Regions from separate parts of the Rattus norvegicus genome. Here region 1 is linked to region 2. Evidence: chromatin contacts called from public Hi-C data. All regions are on one chromosome and are shown on one strand. The core of a region is the stretch at or near the end of the contact, and the rest is flanking DNA. Distances in the headings are between cores, read along the strand shown.

Region 1 (7,353 bases), core at 1,011-3,510, 250 kb before region 2:
CAAGGGAGCATGGGAGCTGTGGGTAATGGCCTCCGGTGTGCTCTACTGCAGAAAACGACAGGACTTCTTTGTAGTTATTGAATAAATCTGGGTTTTGGGAGTCATGATTTTACAGATACTTTTAAAACTCACTTTGGTGCATGGTTCACAATCAGCTGTTTAACCATTAAAGTATCATAGGAATGTCAGTTACAAAAGTGCACAGTACATAGTACAAGTACATAGGGGGCTGCAGAGATGGCTCCTGGGTTCAAACCTTGTTCTGCTCATGCAGAAGACCCCAGTTCAGTTCCCAGCACCCACTTTATAGCTCACAGTTGTTTAAAACTACAGTTTAAGGGATCAGACACCCTCTTCTGGCTTCTTTGGGAGCCCACACACTTACAGCATTCACACACACACACACACACACACACACACACACACACGAAAGTATTAAATAAAAATAATTAAAACAGATCTTGTCTAGGCATGCTAACACATGCCTTTAATTCTATCCATGTAGTGAGATCTCAAAAAAAAAAAAACCAAAATAAAATAAAATAAAATAACAAAGTAGATAAATAAATTTTAAAACGAAAAGAATAGCATCTAGAAGGTAGATTTTTGTGAGGCCAGCCTGATCTATGTATTGAGTTCCAGGACAGCCAGAGCTTCACAATAGAAAGACCCTGTCTAAAAACAAACAAAAATAAATAAACTCACAGCTACTATGGTGTAGGTTCATGCATGTTTGGAGTGCCCATCCCCCATCTTGGAGAGGAGCTGATGCTTGCAAAGGGAAAAAACAGTTGTGACAGGAAATTGTGAATGAAGTATTAATGATCTAGTGACCTCGATGCAGAGATCGCCAAATAATGAAATGTGAAATGTGGAGTAGCGTCCGGTTATTACACGCCTCTGTTTTTTTAAGCATTCAAGAGTCCCTGGTGGGAAGACAGACACGCTGTGTACTCACGCATATGTGGATTTTGTCTGTAAAGTATAGGACAGTCATGCTACGATCCACAGATAGAGACCCTAGTAACAGCGAGGGCTTAGTGGGCGATGCTAGGATCTTCCTGGGAAGAAGAAATAGAATAGACTCCAGGGTGGACTGTGGGTGGAAGGGGATGGGAACAGGAGGGATCAGGTTGGAGGGGGAGAGAGATGACTGGAAATGGGAGGCATTTCCAGAGTGAGGTGGAACCTAGTACAATGGAAAACTCATAGAATCTATGAGGGTGACACTAGAGAAGATTCCCTTAATGGGGGACACGAAGCCCGAACTGGCCATTCTCGTCAATCAACCAAGGCCTCAAGTGGAGGGACTGGGACACAAACCCAGTCACACAACACTGATCTATGGTTTGTTATGTCTGCAGGATGTGCTGGGACCTGAGCCTAGCATAATTGTCATCAGAGAGATGTCATCTAGCAACTGATGGGAGCCGATGCATTGTCCCACAGCCAAACACTAGACAGAGCTTGGGGAATCCTGCAGAGGAAGGACAAGAAGGGCTGGAGGAGCTACAGGGATGAGGGACACCATAAGAACATGGCCCACAGAATCAACTGACCAGGATTCATGAGGGCTTACAGAGATCAGGGAGCCTTCATGGGTTTGACCTAGGTCCTCTGCTATGGTTGTAAAGCATTCTAGTGGGACTCCTAACAGTGGGCACAGGGGCTCTCCCTGGCTCTTCTGCCTGCCTTGGGACTCTTCCTCCTACTGGGCGGCCTGTCCAGCCTTGATGTGAGAACATGTGCCTGGTCTTACTGTGATTGTTGTGCCATGTTTGGTTGATGGCTCCTGAGTGGTGCTCTTTTCTGAGCAGAGGTGGAAGGAGTGTGGACCACAGAATGGGGAAGAGACTAGGGGGAGGGGAGAGAGGGGAAGGAGGGGAAACTGCGCTCAGGTATATATGGGAGAAGAATAAGTTAAAAGAGAAAAGAAGGTAATAGGAAAAACCAAAGCACAGCAGAAGTTGGGAGTCAAGTGTGTGGTAGGTTCAGGCTTCCACCCCTGTACAGACAGAAAGCAGGGCTGCTAGGTTCTGTAACTCGTCACCTTTAAAGCCACAGTTGCCACAATCACTTTCCTGGAACTGCTAATAACCACACACCTCAGGCCAAGGTAGGTGGTTCCCCTGGGCCTTCAGAGGGACAGTAGGTAAAGTCAGGTCTGGGTAAGCTTTGGTTAAATCACTGCTGCTAGAGTGCACCCAGGCTCTTCAGTGCACACAAGGTTGCTGCCCTGGCTGTGACCCAGCTGGGACGGGTTTTGAGGTCAGAATGCTATGGTTCCACAGGCCAAGAAAATACAGGTCAGTGTCTCAGCTGAGCAGGCCCATGCCACAGACTGGAGGTGGAGGTGGTAGTGGTGGGAACTCATAGATTCAGACGTGGGGTAGGCACAGAAGCAGTGCAACAGAGGTATGCTGCGAGCTCTGGGGCCAGCATCCTTTATGACAGTTCGGTGCTGCTGGCATCCCCTGGGGAAGCTCTCTAGTCCAAGTGGACCTTTGGGGAAGGGTGTTTATCCTGTACTGAGTGCTCAGAATCTGGATCTCTGGATAGGGCTCAATTCAAAGCTCTTCTTGGGGTACAGTTTCTGCAGCTAAAACTGACAGAAGTCTGTGAGATGCTACAGAGTTGGCCTTTCCCTTTTCTTCATCATCTTGACATTGGGCAAATGCTTTTTTGTACCTCTGTTCCCACACACAGGATGCACGCATTCTAAGAATGAACATTATTAGGGAGATTGAAAAACAAATTTGTTCAAGTTCACAATGTTAAGGCAACAGGGCTGGCCAAGGAGCAGGAGGGGTTTCCTCTGTCTAGAAAATTCTGAAGACTGTTCTTGCTTTAAATGAACTTCATTTCAATTCGCAGTTCTCGTCAAAGGAAATTCCACTCCGTCTCGCTGAGGACACACTTGAAGCCTGCAGCAGCTTCTCACAACACCTACCCTAGAACTCTGCCTTCTCAGAGGAGGCTCACCATCTTCTCCCTTTGAACATAGTGCTCCTGTCCGATCTCGGCTGTGGCATGGTTGGGAAGACACACCTGACTTCCAAGGCTGGATCTCACAGGCTTCAGTCTCATCCTTCAAGTGTTCAGAAACCAGAAGCCTTGCTATGAGAAAGCCAAACTGCCTGGAGGCCTCAGGAAGGGAGGCCTGTGCTGTGCACTGTGACTGTCCCACCCTTCCCTCTCTCCCTTCTTTCTTTCCTCTCTTCCCCTTCCCACCTTTCTTGAGGCTGACCTTGACTTCCGGATGCTCCAGCTTCTACCCCGCAAGTACTGTGACTAAGTGTACTGAGGTGGTTTGAATAAGCATGGCCCCACAGGCTCCTATATTTAAATGTTCAGTCATCAGGAGTGGCACTACTTAAGAGGGATTAGGAGGTATAGCCATGTTGGAGAAAGTGTGTCACTGCAGTAGCCTTTGATGTTTCACAAATCTGAGCCAGTCCCAGTATCCCTCTCTTTCTGCTGTCTGTGGCTCCAGGTACAGAACTCTTGGCTACTTCTCCAGCATCATGTCTTCCTGTGTGCCTTCATGCTCCCTGCCATTTTGATAACAGACTGAAACTGAAAGCAAGCCCCAATTAAAGGCTTTCCAAGAACTGCCATGGCTGTGGTGTCTCTTCACAGCAGTAGAACACTGACCCAGACAACACGCAGTGCATCTTCTGCCCTGCACCTCGATGCCCTGTGTTAGTGGAAACCCTGTCAAGAATAAACATCATTAGATGTGGACCATGTCCTGAAAAACAGTTTTTTATAAGTTTCCTGACTTAGGTATCATAATACTAATATAGTAATGCTAAAGGAGTAATAGCAATGAGAGACAAAGAATCTCTTCCTCTCATATTGAGCTGTGCAGAATTTGGGCGGGGTGGGGGTTCTTTGCTGAATCCAGGCCTAGAAAAGAACCTGATATGCACACTCTTGTCCATGACTGCAGGCCTTCTGCTGCTCTGCTCCTCTGCTACCTTGAGGACAGTGGAATCTTCTAAGGCCTGGAAACCCCAGAGCCATACTTTTTTAAAAGTTTAGTCACCACCCCACACCCTCCAATTGGCCATTTGAGAGCTTCTGCTAAGCTCCCAAGCCCCTCTTTAGTTCCCTTGGCTTTGCCTCTGGAATGGCCTAAGGATTTCCCACCAGATGGGAGTCTCTCACTAGAAGTTTGTTTTTCTTCCTGGCAAAATGCCCCCAGGTAAGACTGGAAGAAAGGGAGTCGACATTCCTAGGACATCCGTCCATTTCAGCTAGCAAGTAGCTGGGTCTATATCCACCCAGGCCCAGCCCTTAAGGTCTCAGGCACTGTGCATAAGTTCTAAGACTCAGAGGGGCACCCATATCTATGGGGTCATCTTGACCATGCCCCAGTGTGGAAACACCAGGGGTTTCTGTCTAGCTGAGCCAAAGACAGCCTCAAGGGCAACCCAAGCCTCCTGACTCCTCTGTCCCTAGATAATTGGCTCTGACACAGGTGTTCAACTCCTGGAGGCAGTGGCTGTGTAGAGCGAATTTGGACAGATGGGCTGGGGCGTTCTTATGACTGAGTCTTGTATTGTTTTGACACTAGACCAAGATGAGGACAGGAAGAGAAGCAGGTGGGTGGGCCTCGCTATGGACCTAAACTGACCTCCTCACATGTTCTTACTTCAGCCCAAAGCTGCAGAATCCAGGAAGTCCAAACTGGAGTCTTGCTGACGGTTACAAAAATGACACTCAGGATGGAGGTTGAATCTTTTGTTGTCTGGTCTGTCAACTGCTCCGGATAAGAGGATGCACATTGAAACTGTGCTCTAAACTTGGGTTTCTTATGCTAAATGAGGCCTGTACAATAGGACCAAAACCCCAGGCTGTAAGTGCCTTTGGGGAAAACCTCAGCAGGAGTGCAGAAGATAGTGTGCCTTGTGTGGCAGGAATTCTAGAAGCTGCATGCTATTTCCCTGTTTCCCACGGCTGCTCCACCCTCCACCCCCCAGCTCCAATTTGAAGTGGCCTGAACAGGAAAAGGGTACGTATGAACAGGAAAAGGGTACGTATGAACAGGATTTAAATTGGAGGGGCAATTGGTGGAGGAGGAACTATCTCGGCTAGGGTGGGGCTGATGTGACCCAGGCATTTTCCTCTGAGGTTGAAACATCCCATCTTTCAGGAAACCTCATTAAGCAAGAAGATAAGCAACTCAAAATAGCTTCAGGAAGTCCCTGAAACCGATCAGATTCACTAAGCCCCTTCCTCCCAGAGTAAGCAACAAACCTTCACAGTTTCACACAAGTTGACTGACTACAAAGAAGACTCGACCAAGAAACAGGCTGAGATGCCTGGAAGAGATTTAGACCAACTAAATCACTTGGAAAGGCCAACCTGCCGAGCTCACTGAAGCTGTGTCTTGTGCTTCAGGTTCCCAGCTACTGTGAGATTCACATGTACCTGGGATGTGCTTTGGAGATTCATTGGTTCACCAAGTTGGACTTGGGTTGTATCCATGCTTTTGTCTGTTGTGGGTTCCCAATCTGGGGAGAGTTGACGTGTACACTGAATCTCCTCAGGAAAAGTCTTGTCACACAAGAGCCATCTGTGAGTCACCACCACAAACATCCTTGCTTGGGGGTCAAGGAGGACTCAGAGAAGGGTGGGGAGGAAGGTATTCTATGGCTGACTGACCAAAGTTGGACAAGGTCAAGATCTAGCGCCCTGCCCAGGACACAGCAGCAGCTCTGTTGCCCTGTTCTCTCACCGTGGCTCTGTTTTCCGAGCATCCATAGTGTCTGGGAACAAGGCGAGATCTTGGCATCTTATGGAATAAATGGCTGTCATCTGAGGAGGACAGTTTTTGTTCCCTGAACTTAGCTGGAGTTGTAGGCTATTGTGAGCCTCCCAACTTAGGTCCTGGGAACAAACTCTGGGCCTCTGAAGAGCAGCAAGCACTCTTATCCCATGAGCCATTTCTCTAGCCTGCTTCCTAAACTTAGATATAAATTGTTTGATTAATTCATTACCTATTTTTTGAGTGGCCCGGGACTATCCTATCGCTAAATGTGTGGTTGGAACCCCTGCTCACCCTGGCCTGTCTGCTCTCTTTCCTCAACCCCACCTGCTCGGAGAAAACTCTGGCCCAATTCATCACACTTCAACTCTGCATTTCTTGCAACCCACCCAAGAATATCCCACCCAGGAGCTAAGCTTTTGACCATATATGGGCATGATCCTAGCTCCTAGCTGACATTATCCCTCACCTAAAAAAGCCCCTTGTGAGAGCCCTGCTGCCTGATTTCCCCGGCCTCCCTTCCTTGGGGCAGATGAACCTGCCTAGGAGAAGCCTTTATCTATTTTAATCTGGCCTATATTTCGTTGGTGGAAAACCCATTTTCAAGGATGACCTTGAACTTCCGATCTTCCCACCTTTACCTCCCAAGTGCAGGGACTTCAGTCTGTACTATCATCCCAGGCTTAGTCCCTTCACTAGGCTGAGCTCTTGGTAAATGCAATCCCTTCTTATCTCCACACTCAGGAAGTTGGAGGAGCAGCAGCAGGAAATAGAGGTCAGCCTGGGCTACATGAGACCCTGTCTTAAAAACACAAAAAACAAAAGTAAATAAAACATTATTTCCAAACGTTATGGCTACCCTCAAAATATTTTTATTATTAATCTTTCTGGATTGTTTCTCTTTTCATGCTGGCATCAAATTCCTGATTCTCCAGACTCTACCTCCTGGGTGCTGGGACTACAGATGTGAGCCACCATACCCGGCTGTTAGTCTCCACCCACCCCTTTTTAATAAACCAATAATATGATTTTTATTAGGGTAGGGTCTTTATGTTTGTTTTGGCTTTGGTTTTGTGAGTCCCTTCTTAAAGGCTCATTCTAATTACCTTATTTTGCCCTGGGTTACAGAGCTGCCAGGTCTAGGTCCTGTGAGTGAGTCTCAGCCTACCCTAATGTCTTCACCTATGCCTAGCAGTGGCTCTCAATCTCAAAGCTGACTCAGAGTCACCTGGGACCCTTGTGAAAACAAACCACTGCAGTTTCTCACTGAGTTGTTCTGGGGCGCCTCAAACCCCCAACATGATCCTAACAAGTTCCCAGGCAGTGGTGGGGCTTCTAGGGTGAGAACAGCTTTGAGAACCACTGGGCTGCATTGCATGCGAGGTTCCACCTGCAAAGCAAGCTCTTCCTACTCTCCCCTCAGTGGCTTGCTCTGCTATGCAGTGAGATAGTGTGATGCTAAAGAACTTTGGCAGCTCACAGGTTAATGGCCCTGGTTGTTAACCTGATAACCTGCCTGAGGCTGGTCCACAGTCTGGAAGTGCAGGGTGGTGTGTGCAGACATCTGGAGATCTTTGGCA
Region 2 (6,849 bases), core at 1,989-4,488:
ACATATGAAACTCAAGACGGATGATCAAAATGTGAATGCTTCACTCCTTCTTTAAAAGGGGAACAAGAATACCCTTGGCAGGGAATAGAGAGGCAAAGATTAAAACAGACACAGAAGGAACACCCATTCAGAGCCTGCCCCACATGTGGCCCATACATATACAGCCATCCAATTAGACAAGATGGATGAAGCAAAGAAGTGCAAGCCGACAGGAGCCGGATGTAGATCGCTCCTGAGAGACACAGCCAGAATACAGCAAATACAGAGGCGAATGCCAGCAGCAAACCACTGAACTGAGAACGGGACCCCCGTTGAAGGAATCAGAGAAAGAACTCAAAGAGCTTGAAGGAGCTCGAGACCCCTTATGAACAACAATGCCAAGCAACCAGAGCTTCCAGGGACTAAGCCACTACCTAAGGACTGACCCTGGACTCTGACCTCATAGGTAGCAATGAATATTCTAGTAAGATCATCAGTGGAAGGGGAAGCCCTTGGTCCTGCTAAGACTGAACCCCCAGTGAACGTGATTGTTGGGGGGAGGGTGGCAATGGGGGGAGGATGGGGAAGGGAACACCCATAAAGAAGGGGAGGAGGAGGGATTGGGGGATGTTTGCCCGGAAACCGGGAAAGGGAATAACACTCGAAATGTAAATAAGAAACACTCAAGTTAATAAAAAAAAAAAAAAGAAAAGAAAAGAAAAGAAAATCTGAAGCATGAAGCTCCCGGAGAGCTCATGTGATACTCATGGATTTGGGGTTAGAGGTATTCAAATAATCCTAGTCCTGACTAACTCAGAAGTCTGGACTGTTTCTGGTCCTCAGTGTGTTGGATAAAAGCCAGGATCAAGTAGGAGACCCAGCTAGAGCTCTGTCTGGGAGAGCCAGCATCTTCTCCCATCTCTGAGTGGTGTGGGAATAGTGACCAGCCCCTGTCTGTCTCCTTCCCACCCTCCCCCGCCCATCTGTCCCACACATCTTTCTTGATGACTCCTGGGAGTAGCTGAACTGATGTTTTTAATTTTTAAACTTATATCATCATCATCACCACCACCACCACCATCACCACCATCATCACCATCATCATCGTCATTATGTGCTGGGGTTGTACATGCCATAGCTGTCACATGGAGTTAGACAGCAATGTTGTAGAGTCGCTTCCCTCTACCTTGACGTAGTTTCCAGGGAGCTAGCTTGGGTATTAGGCTTGCATGACCGGGTGGCAGGCACCATGGTCATGTGAGAACGGATGTAGCTGCACTGGAAGCCCCGCCATCAGCAATATTATCCAGGGAGCCCTCTCCGGTCTGAGTTCTGCTTCTGCTACTAAGGAGGTTCCTAGTCTGGGCTATGGGGAGCCAGCTGTGGGTCTGAGGACCTGGTTTGAGGGAGGGGAGGCCCAGAAATGCTGTCTCGGCACCAGGAAGGCACCTGCTGCCTCTGGAGAGATTCATCATCAGCCTAGAATCTGAGTCTCCCGGCAGTTCAGATAAGAGGAGGTGAAATTTAATACAGAGAGAGGCAGGCAGTGACACTGATGTGTCCAGGGGACTGAAGGAACTACGGCATCATAGTGGCAGCAAAACAGAAGGCCAAGTGCCTGGCTAAAGCAAGCAGGTCTGGGTGTAGCCGTGCCACTTAACCTCTCTGGTTCCCTCTCCCCATAAAACAATCACCTCTCTCTGACTCCGTGTTGTAAGAATCAAGTGAGAGCACAAAATGAGGGGCTCAGAGGGTGTCAGGCAAAAGGAGTGGTGCAAGGGTGTGATTGAGCTAAAGCAGGTGTGAATTTGGTTAGATACCAGAAAGAACTTCCGCACCTGGAGAGGCATGAGAGTGAGACTGTCCTCTCAGAGGGTCTTTGACATCTATTGACTGATTAGAGATGGTGCTAATTGATGCCTCAATTTCCTCATCTCTGAAAGGGAGCTGGGACCTGTAAGGTCTGTGAGCGTGTCTCCTGTTTGCTGCTGTGAGTGACTGGCTGGCACCACATTTCCTGACATGGCTTCTGAAGGGCAGGCTAGGGTAGAGAACACTGGCTTGCAGCCTGCTGCTTGGCAGCTGTGTGACTTTGGACAGGTAACTTCACCTCTCTGATCAGCTCCTCAGCTGTCAGGAAGGGATGATAGTGACCTGATTTGTGGGGTAATGGTGAGACTCGTGTGAGACACGTCCAGGGAAATGCAGTTTCCGTTTCCCACCTGCAAATAGGGAAATTCCTTCAGGGCAACCCCTTAGCCCACCCCACCATGTTTTCTTGGCTAGCACATTCCTTGTCTCTCCCTCTGCCTGACTTCCCTGTGTCACCTGTTTGAGTCTGTCAGACACATCACAGCAATGGTGATCAAGATCCATTTCCTGTGGGGGCTGGGAGACAGCTCCATCAGGAATTCCTGGGGTTTCCTATGCCCCCTCTCTCCCAGTCAGACCTGTGCCCCTGCCCTCCCAGTTCCCAGGCCCCCTTAATACCCGTGAACCCATTTACCCTTTCAATCATGGCTGTGTGATAGGCCAGGTTGCCCCAGCAACAGCACTGAGTATTTTGGGATGGATCACTAAGCCTTTCAAAAGGTCTCTTCCAACTCAGGCTCTGAGATGAAAGACAGAAAGGAAGAGCAGATGAGGATGGGCGGAAGCCTCCATGAGGCCGAGGGCCTGCTGAACAAGGCCTGAGACCAGGCCTTCTGCAGCTGAAATGCACCCAGCACTCGGAGTTAGAGGGAGTACAGCAGGCTGGCTGTCCCTGGAGGGCTTGATCTGGGGAAAAGAACTTTTGTCTCAGTAGCTCCTCCAGCTTGTAGTGTGTTGGGTCTGAGACACAGGAATGTCCCCTCCTGGTGTAGACAACCCAGCGAAGTCAGGGCGTCAAGTGCTTTTGCTAGTCAGCCCAAGGCAAAGAACATTCTGAAGAGGACACGGGGTACAGGGTCGGCAGCACAGTTGCCGGAGTTTGTGGTTCTGGACATGTGTGTGGCTTGTGAAATGAGGAGTTAGAAACAGTCCCCACCCACCACGTTGCTGTCTTTGAGCATTCTCTGGTGGGGGGAGCCCTGGGAAGTGTCTGAATGCAACAGGGGTCTCTTGGCAGAGCTGGAGCCCTAAAACTGGCTAGGCTCACAATGTTGAAATGGGGCCTCCCAGATGCTGCCTTGCCCTGCAGCCCAGGGTATTCAAGGCTCAGTGAGCTCCCAGCAGGGAAGGCTGTCCTTTGAATTCGGTTTCACTACAGTGGCCCTCCCCTCAGGCACTGCCCCTCTGGAGCCTAATTAGGCTCTCAACCCCGCCCCCCTTCACTGCGTCTGCCCTGTGCCACGGGCAGACTCCCCAGGATTTCAAGCCAATTGCTTGTTTACGAGCCCGGCCCGTCTGTGTCTGTCTTGGGAAGATGCCCAGAGGCACTGCCGGTGAGCCAAAGAGCCCTCCCCACCCCCTAGCCAGAACTCGATGGTCCTAGCCGGTGCTGTGCTCACAAGTGCCTTACATGCTAGTGTGGGTTTACGCGCCCATCTCGGTCATGGTTTCCCATTTCTGGGACTTTCTAGCCACTTGCCGCCTTGTGGCTTCATCCTGTCTACCACAGTGATAAAACCATGAACTTTCGCTGAGCCGTTTGGAGGATCAAGTGAGCTTACAGTTCACATTTTAAAAAAAGTCAGCCCCTCCCCCACCCCCGGACCTCCAGGGCCCCTCCAGACAACACTGGGCTCAGGCATTTTATCCTGAGTCCTGCCTGGCATGCCCAGGCGCTCTGAGGATGTGGCTGTTAATACTGCTCTCTGGGGACTGGATCATTGGTCTTCACTGGAGTGGTGGTGGCAGCTGAGGGAGAACACAGACGTGGGCCTCCGCTGCACCATACCCAGGGCTGTCTCTGTAGATACTGAGAGAAGAATGGCAATCCACTGGGTGTGTAAGTGCTTGCAGCTAATCAATCATCCTCTTCCGTCCTGGCAATGACCGTGGGTGGGGTCGGGAGTAGGAATTGAGCGTGCTCACGTTCCAGGGGAGAGGTACAGGCTCCTCCAGAGGAGAGGACACAGGAGATACGCCATTCTCAGCTTGTTGGAGTAGACTCCGAACTCTAGTTGCACTGGGACCCAGCAGCGGCTCCACCCAGGACCACAGCACCCTCTGCTGGCCCGGTGTATGCGACTTAGGGATGTGAGTCCTCGATGGCTCTCCATCCTGCTCTGGGGGTACTGAAGGCAGGAGGAGTGATTTATGAACCCAGCTATTCTTCTTACTCAGAGCACCCCTCCTAGCCCCACATCCCTGCAGATGGGCTGAGCTGCCATCTGGGGCCGTGAGAGGGGCAAGATTAATAAAGCTGTCCGGCCCAGGCGGGAGCCTGCCGAGGAAAGCCCCAGGGCGCTGCCTAACCTCAGCCCTATCCTGCCCTCTCAGGTCCTAGAGGCTCCCATCTGTCAGGGGACGGCAGGGCCAGATCCCGCCCCTACAGTCTCCAGCTGGTTCAGGGAGGATTCGAGCACAGCAGCTTTCTCAGGCTTTGTGCTCAGCTGCTTAGCTCAGGTCAGAGATGTTGGAGAACAAGGTATGGCCCTTCCTGTCTCAGGGGCTGCCTCTGCCTCTGTCCCATGGACCCTGTCCTTCCAGGAGCTCTGATTTTTCAGTTAAATTACACACAGTATCTGTATCAGAAATACCTTACTAAGCAGGTAGGCAAACTCAGGCAACCCTGATATCATCTCTGTTTCCTCAGCTCTAAGGGGGTCCTGTTGCCCACCTCCTCGGTAAATACTTAATAAAAGAGGAGAAGAGATGGCTGGGCAAAGTCAGATACTTGGGAAATGCTTTCTTTTATGATTCCTATTCATTGGCACAGCGTTGGAACAATTAACCTGAATATGGCCGCGTAGCCATTTGTACTGAGGCTGACCATGCATCCATGGTCCTCCCCACACCCTCCTCCACTCATAACCAGGGGTTCGGGTCAGACATCCATTTACTCCTGGTATGTAATGACCCCGAGGACCACAGTCTCTCAGCCCTCCACAGCTCACCTCTGTCACTCTGGATTCTTTCCGCCACCTTTGGTTTCATTGCAGTTCTCAGAGTGACTTTCCCACGTAAGGACCTGGTAAGGCAGGGGCTGTCCCAGGCTCTGAAGTGAATGGAGCTACATTTTCTAGGCAGGTGAGAGTTAGATTGTGGGACAGGCTGTCCAGACAGAGGGAAAAGGGTATGTGGACAACAGGGGTGGGGGAGACCTCAAAGATGGCCTGTGTGCCACCAGACAGCATACTCGAAGTGGAGACTCCTTGGTGAGGAGGTAACTGCTAACTACCTGCTCCTCCTGGACACTGGGCTGGCTCCCGTGTAACCTTCATTCCCTACCCTAGCAGCTGTATTCAGAGGAAATAGCACAGGATTCAGTTAGGATCATGGCCTGGGGTGGTAGACATGTGTGACAGAACTGGACCAGGGCTGGGATTAGGCTGGGAAAGAGGAGAGCTTGGGAAACCATGATCCATCCCTGTTCCCCTAAACCCCATGGGCAAGGATGAATTAGCCACAGAACCACACTTCCCAGAATGACCCCAGAGCTGTGACAAGTCAGTTTTCTATCCCTGGTGAAGTTCTATCTAAAGCTTTTGAGCTTGTCAGACCTGGAAGCCCTCCCTCTGTCCTTCCTGGAGGTTGTTTTTTTGTTTTTTGTTTTGTTTGTTTGTTTGTTTTTTTTTTCCTTTTTTAGCTGAGTCCTGTCAAAGCAGAGTATATAGACCTTTCCCTCCAACCAGGGCCAGTTTCTGGGTATCTTCACCAGACAGGCCAGGTAGGATGGTAAGCAAGTGGATGGATTGATGGATGATGGATGGATGGATGGACGGACTGACAGATGGACAGACAGATGGGCGGATGGGTGGATGTGTAGATGGGTAGATGGATGGATGGGTAAGTCAATAGGTGGATGGTTAAATAAATAGAAGTGTGAGAGGATTGTTGGGTGGGTGGATGGATGGGTAGATGGATGGATGGGTGGGCAAATGAATCCTATGAACCAGTGGATTGGTGAATGAGTAAAAGAAAAGGTGACAAGAAGAGGGAGAATCTGTCACCCAGTGTATACTTCACTGCCCCCAAGTGTGCTTTCCCTTGAGTCAGTACATCTGAGCAGGTGTTTTGAGCCCTGGAAATCCTCCTATCCTCTTGGAAAGAACTCTTGATCCCAGCTACGTAGGCTTCTTCCTCTCCTGGGTCTGTTGTCTAACACAGCCTGTCAGCAGGCCTGGGCTGCAGAACTCCTCACAGGTGTGATCAACACAATGCCACACAGAGTAAGCCCAGCTTCCTTTGCACTGCTGGGATCTCTCCAGGAACCTTACAGCAAATCTTAATGCAGAACCAAGAAAGGTTCCCTGCATCAAATTTCTCCCTGGGGGAGCCTGCGTTTCTGGGAAGGACTTGGTGGCATGGCCCTGCTGCAGAGATGTCTTGGCACATGCCCAGATGGCATCAGATGGGTGGCCACCCAAGCCTGCTACCTCCTCTCAGTTTAATGTCAATTCCCAGTAGCACTGATGGAGACACAGCTCCCGGGCAGCCACCAGGGTACAGGGGACTGCTCTATGGCCAGGAGAAAGCCAGCGCAGCCCTCCCCAGGCAGCATGGTACAAAGTCTCGGCAGCTTTTTCTTGGTGCCATGAGACAGTTAGCAAGCCATTGTCTGGGTGCACATAGGCCCTGCACTCATTGTGCCCCATGCCTGTAACTGTAAACTTTCTCTTTTAGGACGAGCTGGGCTGCTGAGAGACATACCTGAGCCCCTCTAACTAGGAGACTTCATCCTGCCGACTCCTGGAGAACTACCCAGGTGAGGCTCCTGTCTCC

Evidence for each region. A called contact is a pair of places that touch in the nucleus more often than the background predicts.
Region 1: a contact with region 2 is called in a Hi-C map of hepatocytes, with 2.8 times the contacts expected there. The contact joins two enhancer-like sites. A contact is called at or near these places in 9 of 12 Hi-C or Micro-C datasets (the A7r5 cell line, the Rat2 cell line, Schwann cells and 5 more).

What each region holds. Positions count from the first base shown.
Region 1 is chr3:99,887,763-99,895,115 of GRCr8, reverse strand. No RefSeq gene overlaps it. Among named protein-coding and RNA genes, the nearest start is that of Cd82, 4.7 kb to the right of the region's middle. Within about 2 kb of position 2,260, at least 3 of the 93 cell types and tissues checked have an H3K27ac peak or open chromatin away from gene starts, as enhancers often do. A contact at or near this core is called in hepatocytes and liver, where this site is marked.
Region 2 is chr3:99,636,845-99,643,693 of GRCr8, reverse strand. It overlaps Tspan18 (tetraspanin 18), which reads left to right. Exons shown (of 10, transcript NM_001107750.2): 3 at 6,751-6,832. Among named protein-coding and RNA genes, the nearest start is that of Tp53i11, 40 kb to the right of the region's middle. Within about 2 kb of position 3,238, at least 41 of the 93 cell types and tissues checked have an H3K27ac peak or open chromatin away from gene starts, as enhancers often do. A contact at or near this core is called in hepatocytes and liver, where this site is marked.